Linked DNA regions of Sus scrofa: region 1 is linked to region 2. The links are chromatin contacts, called in public Hi-C maps. All regions are on one chromosome and are shown on one strand. Each heading gives the region's core, a stretch centred on a gene start, on an enhancer-like site or on the middle of the called end of the contact. The rest is flanking DNA. Distances are from core to core; before and after follow the strand shown.

Evidence for each region. A called contact is a pair of places that touch in the nucleus more often than the background predicts.
Region 1: a contact with region 2 is called in a Hi-C map of heart right ventricle, with 2.7 times the contacts expected there. The contact joins two enhancer-like sites. A contact is called at or near these places in 2 of 47 Hi-C or Micro-C datasets (fetal heart ventricle and heart right ventricle).

Annotation. Positions count from the first base shown.
Region 1 is chr9:129,958,380-129,964,496 of Sscrofa11.1, forward strand. No RefSeq gene overlaps it. Among named protein-coding and RNA genes, the nearest start is that of PROX1, 390 kb to the left of the region's middle. Within about 2 kb of position 3,597, at least 3 of the 83 cell types and tissues checked have an H3K27ac peak or open chromatin away from gene starts, as enhancers often do.
Region 2 is chr9:129,458,585-129,464,244 of Sscrofa11.1, forward strand. No RefSeq gene overlaps it. Among named protein-coding and RNA genes, the nearest start is that of PROX1, 110 kb to the right of the region's middle. Within about 2 kb of position 3,162, at least 2 of the 83 cell types and tissues checked have an H3K27ac peak or open chromatin away from gene starts, as enhancers often do.

The sequences.
Region 1 (6,117 bases), core at 2,347-4,846, 500 kb after region 2:
TTCAACTTTGGACATGCTGACTTTTCCTTCTTGAAGTCCCCCTTCATTTTCAAATGCTGCCTTTCCACTACTCCTCTGATGGCCTCTGCTTCCACCCATGCACACTTCTTCTTCCCATTCCTTTAAGGGTAAACGTGGCTTGCCTCAGTCAACTTTCCTTGAAAGAGGATTCTCTTTCTTTCCATTTTTTAAAATTTTTTTTTTTTTTATTTTCTTTGCTTTTTAGGGCCACACGCGTGGCACATGGAAGTTCCCAGGCTAGGGGTGAAATCAGAGCCACATCTGCCGGCCACAGCCACAGCAATGCAGGATCTGAGCCACATCTGCGACCCACACCCCAACTCACGGAAATGCCGGATTCCCAACCCACTGAGCAAGGCCAGGGATTGGACCCACATCCTCATGAATACCAGTCAGACTCGTTTCCACTGCGCCACAAAGGGAACTCCCGAAAGGGAGGATTTTCTGATAACAGGATGCTACCTACTAGCCCAAGATTTACACTCAAGCCTACCTAAGTGGACTGCTGTGGCATCTTTGGGTCTCCTACTTTTCACATTCCCTAGAAGTAAAGTATCAGTTTCTTTTGTTTGGTCCCAGGAAATACAACAGTGGGTGATAGCATGGCAAATAGTCTTCCCAAGTCAGGAGGGTACTGGAAGTTTCTCTAATTCTTTACAAAGAGTTACATTTTGTAATGTTATCACCTCTCCCTCCCTCATTCTGGTCTACACACACAAACACACACACACGCATGCACAGTCAACTCATCGCCAAAATAAAGCAAAAACACAAACCCACAAAATACATGTGAATTCCGTCTTGCTGCCCATCTTTCAGTCCCTCGCTTGATAACCTCCAACTTCTGGGCAGCAAGCCAATCCCCTTTTTCAGCTCACATCACTCTTTGATCTTTCGGACCAAGAGACTCCTAGAAGACCGACAGGTGGTATGATATAATGGAGGGCACATGATCTGAGAGCAAAGAGACCTGGGTTTTAGGCAGAGTTGTGCCACTTACTAGTTTTTCTTAAGCAAGCTCTTGGTTTCCCCACTTATAAAAGTAAGAGAATAGTCCTTGACCAACCAACCCTCTCCCCTCTTCCTAGGACCACCAAGAAGCTAAACTAAAAATGCACATGTGTAAATTAACAGGAAATGGAGGCGCATCCGTCAAGGCAAATTTCCCTTTGAATGTTCTCTTCTGATGTGCATGCTGCCTCAAGGAAACAGCTAGATTTAAGTAAGTGCAGGTGAGTCTAACTCAGGGGTCCCAGGCCACCTGGAAACCCACAGATGACTCAAGCCTGATGATCCACTGGGGAAGGAGGTCTCCGGAGGCATTAAGCCTCTGCTGAGACCACCCACCGCCTCCCTCCTCTGCTCTAAGAGGCCAAACCAAGGGCTGCTTCCCCTATGCTCCTGAGAGACCTAGAAGTGGCCTACTTTTGAAATTCCCTCATCTGTTGTTTACTTTGGGGAACCTACTCTGGAACGTTCATTCTTTCAAGGCTCATCTATGTCCCCCAGTCTGAGAGCAAGGGGGGATGACCACCTCCCACGCTAATCCCTCCAAAGAGAAGTACCTCCTGCAGAGGAATCTACCCTTTGCTCCATTTCCGCTGGGAGAGGGAACCACAGAGCACAGGTGACTAGAGCCCAGGGCGATGCTGCTTTGGGGCAGAGCACAGGGGAGATGCTTGGAGGAGCTGCCACCCTACAGTTCAGCTGAGGAGCGGGCAGAGAGGTGTGCTGAATGAGACTCCCAGAGGTTTGCTTGCTCGGACTTTTGCCTTCTCGCAGGAGGACATCTAAACTCAGACAAATGGGCATTTCATATTTCCTGGATGATCTTCAGGGAAGTGGGGGGGGGCGGTCTTCTCAAGTTCCTCAGGCTCCCTTATTCCAATGTTTGAACATTTCAAAGATCCAGAAGTTCCGCCATATAGCCAATCAAAACCTCCATCGCTCTGCCTTAAACCCATTTAATCCATTCATTCTCTTATTTATCAAATACTCTAATGCCTACAGTGGCCAAAGCATTGAGTAAGCTATTTCCCTTCCAGAGTTATCAGCAGACATGGATGACGGCGGTTCACCACCAACTTCATGAAAACCCTTCGTCTTCCTGAAGGCACCTTGCCTGCCATCTCTGTGTCCCTCGCCCCACTCCATCTCCAGCCTATCATCCCTTCCCAGTGTTGAGGGAGGTCAATGATGAGGGGCCATAGCAAGGTGGATGCCACCCTTGATATATAGAGCAGGAACCCAGGGCTGCCTCTCCTTCCTCCCATCCCCACCCTCTTGTGGAATACTGACTTATTTCCCTTTAGGTCTCTGGCACCCAACACAGATCGGGCACTCAATAAATAGCTGACATAAATAAAACAGCCCTGATGCTCGTACAACTTCCATGCCTGCTTGGGGCTCTGTCAATCCCCGGGCAGGTCCCAGCAAACATAAAGGCAAAAGGAGATCTTTCCCATCAAACACAGCAGGCAATGGGAGAAAGGCGTGAGATACGGGAGTTATCACAGAGGGTTTCCAGGGATACAGAGCAGTGCCTAAGAAACTGGCTTGTCAGTGAGTCACCCCCAAAAGGGTCTGGAGAATTAGGGCACACATCCAGGCTGATGAGAACAAGGGAATCTGGCACACACCTGCCACCTTCTGCAGTCTGAAAGCGTGGGAACGTGGACTGGGTCAACAAGGGCAGTGTGGGAACCCCCCTGGGAGCTGAGGACTGGCCACGTGACCTCTCAAGGCCACCACCACCACCAGGATGCTCCTTACCTGTCTCTCAGCACCCAAGTCCCTGGCATCTGTACCACCTACTTCCTGGTTCTGAAGCCCAAGGAGGTAGGAGGGGACGAAAGAACCACAAAGGCAGAGCACTGACTTCCCGGAGCCTTAGAAGGATGGTGGCCTTCCCCTCATCTGTCTCATTCTCTTAAGTTGAGTCTCTTCCTTCACTTTGCTAATAATGTAAAGTATCAGCTAAAAATTGCAATGCATGCATTTCATTTGAGTTTTATTGCCCTAACAGACAGCATTAGATTACAAAAGAGGACATTTTTCTTCTCAGTTTTAGCTTATTCTGATGATTTATGATTAGATACAGCAAGAGTTCATAAACTTCCCTGACCTGCTGACAGTTTTTACAGGCTCCCAGATTTATTTCCATCTCAAACTTAACAGCTTTCATGTGACTGATATTCCCAGCGTCCCGGCATGGCTGAGCCAGGGGCTGAGAGAGCCTCTAATCTCCATGTTACTAATTTAAATGAAGTCTTGGTCTGTTGTTTAAAAAAGACATCAGTCATCCCGGGGAGGTTTACAGATCCTCTTGTAATGTAATGTCAGCCCCTTCTGAGATATGAGGTTTATAAAGCCTCACGATGTTGAGTGTTGGCAGACAGGCCAAGGTCACCGTGTATGGCAAAGGGGAGGGGCGGGGAATGCACTTCAGAGCGGGAGCAAAGGATCCCCAAGAAAGAGTGTTCTCCCGAATTGTTCCAATTCAGTGCATCCCATCCCTACCTGAGGCTGAGGAGCTCTGGAAAAATGCAGCCCCTGGCCCCTGATCACAAGAGCATCCTGGGCACCTGCTCTTTGTTCCCATAGGACCCTCTGCACAGGGCACTTTGAGCTGCTCCCCTCTCCACCTGCAGACAGTTTCCTGGGCTTCGGAAGCTTCAGGAAGGAGGGCGAACTCCGGGAGGCCCCCCAGAGGCGGGGTGGGGTGGGGGTGGGGAGAAGGGCAGGACTCCATCCACAGAGCAGAGCGAGGCAGAGCTGGGAGAAGACGGATTCCTTGTGCCGGCCCGGGCTGTTCTCACACATTCACACGCCCGGGTGTCTGAAGGTCACTTACAATCAGACCTTCACTGGGCAGGAGTTGCCTTTGTTGCTTGGAGATCAGATAAGAAGTGACAAGTAGCAATAAGCTCTGGCTCCCTGGGGAGATGGTGGAGGCCCGCGGGGCTGAGGGCTTAGGGGGAGGGGGCCACTTCTCATTCCCCTGGGAGAAGAGGGGGGTGTGGAATAAATGCTTCACCCATGCACAGCCCCGTCGGAAGCGGGGAGAGGCCAGCCCCCTGGAGCTCGGCAGACCAGGTCATGCGTGATGAGGGTTCACCGTTCGCAGCCCTGGACCAACAGGGGCCACGGGGATGAGGGCAGGGGACACTGCTGTTTCTGCTGACATTCACCCAGTGCCAGATGGATGCAGGCCTTGGGCAGGATTTCAAACAACCTTCGCAGCCACTGACAGTTGAGAACAGTGAATCAAATGGCTATTATTATTGCCACTTTACAGATGAGGCAACTGAGGCTCGGGATAGGAGAGAACTAGCCCAAGACCACATACCTAGTAATTGGCAGAGTTGAAGGTTTAATTCTAAGGGCCAGTTTCTTACCCACGACATCCTCCTAGCAACTGAAAAGACTACAGATACGAGTTCCCTGGTGGCCTAGCCAGGTTAAGAACCTGGCATTGTCATTGCCATGGGTTTGGGTTCAAATCCCTGGCCCCAGAACTTCTGCTTGCCGCAATTGTGGTCAAAAGAATAAATAAATTAAAAAAATAAAAAGACTACAGATACTAAGAATAACAATATCAAAAACCAAACTTCTGTCTGTCTGCAATCCTTTGGAACCAAGACAGTTGATGATTTCCCCCTGCTCTGGAGACAGACTAAGAAACACTGGTTTCTTTCAGTATTTAAGCAAGATTCAGGGCCTGCCAGCATCATGGGCTCTACCTGGAGTGGCAAAGCAAATGCAGTTTCCCAGTGGGAACCCTTCCAAGCTCCACAGGGCAACACGTGCCCTGAGAGATTCGTGTGCACAGGACATTTGAGAACCACTCATCTTATCAAAGCACATAGCCGGTATCCTGTCGGACTTCAGCAGCCAGGGGAACTACACAGCTTCCCAGCAATTCCTGATTTCTCTCCTCAAAATGCAGCCTCTCTATTTGCTTGACATGAATTCCTAGAGCAGAATATTGGAAAAAAAAAAAAAAAAAGCCTGAACACACATTTCAAAGTCACTTCAGAAAGGTTTGGAAAATTTCCACCATTCCTCGTCATTTATCTCTTCATCTAGAGCATCCATGGATAATGGTGCTAGAGAAACAGCTGGACAAGGCAGATGTTGGCATTTGTTAAGTGCAGCCACTTCCCTGTTAGAATACCAGATGTCTCTGTCCGGGGGGATTTTCTCTGGAAAATCTCATGAACCCCACAGCACCTTTTCTCGAAGAGTGTTCTATGGACCAGCAGCACCCCCAAACTTCTGGGGCTGCTTGTTAAAAATGCAAATTCCCAAGCTCTACTCCAGGCCTACCGAATCAATACTCTGGGGGATGGGTTCCTAGAATCCACATTTGTAACAAACTCCCTGAACGGTTCATACATACACTCAGCTTTGGGAACATACCTGGTATGGGAGAAAGGCCCTGGATTTCACAATCAGGGGACCTTAGCTCAGAACTAAACGCCACAGTCAAAGCCTCACACTGTTGCTTGCAATGGAAAATGGTGCAACCCCTTGGAAAAGCAGTTGGACAGCCTCTTGTACAGTGAAACATGCATTTACTATAGAAGCCAGCGGTCCCACTCCTAGAACGTTACTCAAGAGAAAGGAAAACATGTCCACACAAAAACCGGCACACAAGCACTCAGAGCGGCATTATTCATAGTAGCCCCAAATGTGGAACAGCCCAGAGCCCATCCACTGGTGACTGAATGAACAAATGTGGGCTCTCCACACAATGGAAGGCTCCTCAGCCACAAAAACCAACAACGTAGTGATACAAAAGGGTAAATCTCAAAACAATATGCTAAGCGGAAAAAAATCCAGACATGGATGACTACATATTATATCATTCCTTTCAAAGGAAATTCTAGAAAAAGCAAAACTAATCGATAGTGACAGAAAGCAGATCCCCAGATGCCTAGGTCAGGGATGGGGGAGTGGACTGCAAAGGGGCATGAGGGAACATGTGAAAGTGATGAAAATGTCCTGTATCTTGATTTTGGAGGCAAAATTATTTTTGTTGAAACTCTTCAGCTTCCACACAGTGGGTGCATTTTATTGTATTTGTGGAAACTC
Region 2 (5,660 bases), core at 1,912-4,411:
TAGAGTTATTGAGCCTGTATTGAGCCTGGGGTCTGTCCAAGGAGACAGAGTCCAGTTGATGTTGGACGCTCATTGACTGGCGTCAGCAAATGAGAAGGATGGTGGTGAAATCTCCCTCTCAGGTGTGTTGGGCAAAAATAGCAGCTCACCTCTTGAGACCAACGACTGGACTTTCCTTTCTGAGGAAGTGTCTGGAACTAACCCTGTGATCATGGGTTTGTGTGCCTCCGTTTCCTCACGTGTGTGAAACGAGACTAATAGCATTTACCACATAGGATGCTTATAAGGAAAAAGAAGGAATACATGCAAAGAGCTTCCATCAGTGTCTTGCACGTAGCTGTCCTCACCAAATGCTACTGTTTCTCTACACCTGATACCAATGGCAGCCATTTATGGAAAACTTGCTCTGTGGCCGAACCGTGTTAAACTTGCGATGGATGTTACTTCCCTTTATCCTGACAACGACTCTGTGTGGGGGCTCCTTTCACCCCCTTTTCACAGATGAGAAGACAGAGGGTGAAAGAATGGGGATTCTAACCCAGTTTTTTCTGTCACCAAACCTTGCGATCCTCCCTCCACGTGGCACCGTGTTACAAACAAAAGAAAATCGCCTTGTCATTAGCATACTGGCTATTCCCTGAGAAGGCTAGGAGGTTATTCTCAGCCTGTAAACTGACGTGACAGAGCTGTGGCTGCACTTTTTTTCTGCATCAGCTCGCAGGGTGCTGTGTTCGGAAGATACTTGATAACGGCTTTCTGTTCTCCCCTGCGACTGTTGTTGCTGATGACGCTGATGTTGTAACCCCAGACCTATAGCAGGGACCCTGCACACGAGCTCCAGCCTGAGCGTTGTGGGACACTCCGTGAAGGGTGGGGGGAGAGCAGACGGCCCCAGAAATCCTCAACACTCCCCTCTTCCGCGACATGTTCAGCCAGAGTCAGACCAGCTTCTTTCAAGGTAACTTTCTGATCACACCTCTCTCCTCCCGTACTTCTCTCTCTCTCTCTCTCTCCTTTTTTATTTCTCTCAAATCGCAAAAGGGAAGATTGATAGCTGGAATGGAAAAACCCATGATGTGGCCTCACCAATCCAGGTCTAGACTGGGGTGGGGGAGATCCTCTTTCCTCATCTGTTTGTTTAAAGATAAAGAGGCCCTTTCAGTCCACGTGGGGTCCAGCAATTTAACCATAAACGGTATTAATGGATGTCAGAAAGTACCTGCTCTTTTGGGCTGTGCGGGGAGGGACATGAACCCTGATCTGTCTGGGCCAAAGCCCCCAATTTCAAAGTGTTGTCTTTTTAACTGCTTGTTCTAGTGTCTCATAGTTCAGGTTTAAAATGGAAAAAAAAAAAAATTGTTAAAGCCTTTTGTATTTCTAATACACATATTAGATCCTGGAATTTCAGATCTGCCAATAACTCTCTCTGTTCCAAAGAAAAAAAAAAAGCTCATTTTTTTTTCCTTACTGGAATTTTTTCATTCCTTCCCACCCACCCCACCTCCATTTTTCATTTCCTCAGGAAACCAGTTCGTTGGAGACAGAGGGAAAGTTTTCCAACACACTTCCCCAAGCCTCCCCAGACTCATGCTCACCCAGAGAGCGGTTTCGCACCAAGAACACATGTCACCATCGACTTAGCCTTGCCCGTAAAGACTTCTATCTCCAGTTCTCCAGAGCATTTGGGAAGCCCCGGTGGTGAAGGCAGCCTTCATTCCTGCCAACGACAGTCACCCTCCAGGAACCCTTGGAGGTGCTCTGGTTGGCCTCTGGGTGTCTGCCCTTTGCTCGACTGTCAATCAATGAGGCAAACATAGAGCCACTGTGGTGTCTTGGTGGTGTCCCCGCATGTGACTGTCCTGGGGGCTTCCTAGAGTGAAGGAAGTTTAAGTAGAGACTCTCAGCTGATTTTAGGAAGAACTATGGGAACGTCTTGCCCCCCTTCTTTAATTTTTAGGGCAGCACCTGCAGCATACGGAGGTCCCCAGGCTAGGGGTCCAATTGGAGCTGCAGCTGCCAGCTTACACCATAGCCACAGCAACGCGGGACCCAAGCTGCGTCTGCAATCTCAACCACGACTCACGGCAACGCCAGATCCTTAACTCACTGAGCAAGGCCAGGGATTGAACCAGCATCCTCATGGATACTATCAGGTTCTTAACCCACTGAGCCACAACAGGAACTCCCCTCCCCCTCTTTTTTTCACCAAACAAATATTTGAGGATTTTTTACTACATACTAAACAATGTTTCAGATGTTGGGGATATAAAGAGTGAACAAGAGACAAAATTCCTGCTCTCAAGTTTGCTTTCTAGTTGAGGGGGTGAGAGTGTTGAGTAGAGAAGGCAAAATGAAGAGGACATAATACAAAAAACCAAGAAAGCAAATAAATGGACATAATATATTTATTTCCTGATCAGAGCTAGGAAGAAATCACACAGCTTTTCAGAACAGTGACTAATCTCCTTTCTGCCTGCAGCTTTTGGGAAGCCTTCCTGTGCAGTCTCTAATTTTGGAATTGCTCACATACCTCTAGGCTCTGGGCATGCCATTAGTGGACGCCTTTGTCCCATCCAGAGCCAAGAGCCCACATTTCTCTCTGAAGATGGAGTTCAAAAAACTCTTGAGAGCAAGCTCTGAGGTTCACTGCCCTTCCACTAGCTCCCAGTTTCACTCAACCTGCTGAGGAACAGACGAGGTGAAGAATTTGGAATGTTCTGGAAGCCACTCTCCACGCTATGGCCCCAAACAAATGGAGAGCTTTTTAAAACGTTTGAGAGCAAAGGGGAAAATGAATAGAAGGAGAATTATTTCCAGCTGCAACGAAAACGTTACATTTCACCAAAAAGGGGTCCCCTGTGTTTCTCACCTTCCGTGACTCATCAGGTGTGGGGGGACCGAGTCAAATCTGGGTCCCAGTCCAAGGCATATGGGAAGCTTCCAGGGATGCTGACTTTTCGCTTTTCCTTCCTGCGGCCAACACACCGCATCTCAGTGCCGCGAGGGATCCTTCCCTGTGCGTCTTAGCTCGCCTTCTTGCTTTCCCTTCAGATATATCAAAATGTTCTTGGGTTGAGAGGACGTCTCCAGGCCTTGGAGGCTGGGGAGGTTATTGGAATCCGCGGTAGAAGTCCTTCTAAGACGGAGCTTACACTCTGCTTAGCAACCACCAGATGTCAGCAGCTCATCTGATTTCAGTTCTCCAGCCAAGGGGAAGACAACCCAGGGCGAAGGGAATGGCCGTCTTTGGCCGACATGGGCTTTTTCTGTTTCAGGTGGAACTTCAGCAAGTGGTCTGCTCTTAGGAAAAGTGCTAATAGCTCAAGCAGGATCCCAGTCGGAGGATGAAAAAGCCACTCGAACACCCTCTTGTGACGGGATTCTGGGGCTACCATCCTAATTTGATTTTCCTTTGTCAGCACCATTTGCAGACGGCAAAGATGTTTGTCAGGGAATGAGAGAAGGTTCATTGGGAAGATTTTTTGAGGCCCAGGGCAGCTAACTGGATAAGTTGGCTTTTAAAGTTTCTTAAAAAAATGCAAAACCAGGAGTTCCTGTCATGGCTCAGCGGAAACGAATCTGACTCGTATCCATCCCCGGCCCTGCTCAGTGGGCTAAGGATCCAGCACTGCTGTGAGCTGGGGTGTAGGTCACAGATGCGGCTTGGATCCTGTGTCGCTGTGGCTGTGGTGTAGGCCAGCAGCTATAGCTCCAATTCAATCCCTAGCTTGGGAACCTTCATATGCCTCAGGTGCAGACCTAAAAATAAAGGAAAGAAGGGAGTTCCTGTTGTGGCTCAGTGGAAATGAATCTGACCAGTGTCCATGAGGACGCAGGTTGGATCCCTGGCCTTGCTCAGTGGGTTAAGGATCCAGCGTTGCCAGGAGCTGTAGTGTAGGTTGCAGACATGGCTCAGATCCTGCATTGCTGTGGCTGTGGTGGAGGCTGGCAGCTGTAGCTCCAATTTGCCCCCTGGCCTGGGAATGCCCATATGCCGTGGATATGGCCAAGACTCTAAAGAAAACCTCTGTAAGAAGGAACAAAGAAGTCTGAAAGTGCAAACATTATTTAAAAGAAGGGCCACCGAGGAGTTCCCTTGTGGAGCAACAGGTTAAGGATCTGGTGTTGTCACTGCCGAGGCTCGGGTTGGTGCTGTGGCATGGGTTGGATGCCTGGCCTGGGAACTTTCACATGCTGTGGGAGTGGCCAGAAAAATAAAGAGGGGGCATAGATGAGGTACCAAAAGGGCAGGAAGTAATTAGGATCCGCTCCCGTGATAGGTGTTTATTTTGCAAAACCAAGTGAAGGAGCTATCAGAACAATAAAATGTGAGCCAAAGTACCTTGGGTGAATTGACATTCCATGTGGGGTAAAGTAAGGATACCATGAAATTGCTTAAAAAGCAAAGCAAAGAAAGTCCGTATAGCTAAAACGGCCCCAGGTTTTGTGGAGATGGCCTGCCCATTCATCCCTGGGTTTCCCAGCCCCTCCATAATGTACTTTTCAGGAAGCCCAACCCTGTGTGCAAATGCAGTACAATGACACTTATCAAAAGTTCTCAGAGGATTTCCTGTTGTGGCTCAGCAGTAACAAACCTGACTAGTATCCATAAGGATGCAGGTTCAATCCTGGGGCTTGCTCAGTGGGTTAGGGATCCTGCCAAGAGCTGCCATGAGTGTGCTGTGGTGTAGGTTGCAGATGCTGCTCAGATCCTGCGTTGTTGTGACTGTGGCGTAGGCCAGCAGCTGCAGCTCCAATTGGACCCCTAGCCTGGGAACTCCCATATGCCACGGGTGCGGCCCTAAAAAACAAATAAATAAATAAATGCATACTGTTAAAAAAAAAAGTTCTCAGATTCCTAAGATCCTAGTGGCAGTGATTCTTTTCTTAGTGGACTTCCAATGTACCATCACCCACTCTTCACTTTTATACTTCTTGCTCCTCTTATTGACTCTGTACCTCAAGGTCAAATCTGTATCCCCCATGCTATTGAGTCTCTGTGTGGCCAGAAGTGGGAGAGGAAGGGTCAATGTTTCTTGTAGCTAGTCTCCCAGTATGGAACCTGGTTATTACAAAATTAAAATATGGGACTGTACCTCCAAAGCCTGGCTTTCAAGCGGGGGCATGCCATTGACCAACAGGGCAGAACCCGCCTCTCCACCGACCTCCCCATCAACCTTACCCAGCCTTCCAACCACCCCCACGTGCCACAGCTTCCCTTCCTTTGAACTTCGCCTCCTGTTACCTCTGTACACCGTCCTGCGGAATTTCTGTCCATCTCATTTAGACTCAACTGAGGTCTCAAAATCTACCTCCTCCCCAAAGCCTTTACCTATGTCTTTTGTCTTTTGCATAAAACCCTCTGGACCCATTTACCCATTAAACACTATTTGTACCAATTCCCAGCCTGGGGAACCATCCTTCCTTCTGTCTGTAAAGACTGGACACTGCTAAGTGTGTAAGTGGGATCAGAGTATGTTTTTCTTTTTGAGACTGGCTTTATTTCACTTAGCCAGTCTTATCTTCGAGATTCATGCATTTTGAAGGTTGTCTCAAAATTTCCTTCCTGTTTAAAGCTAAATATATTGTAACTTATCAACGTATCACATTATACAAATTTAAAACAAAAACAGAAACCCCTCCAGCCTAATGTCATGCCA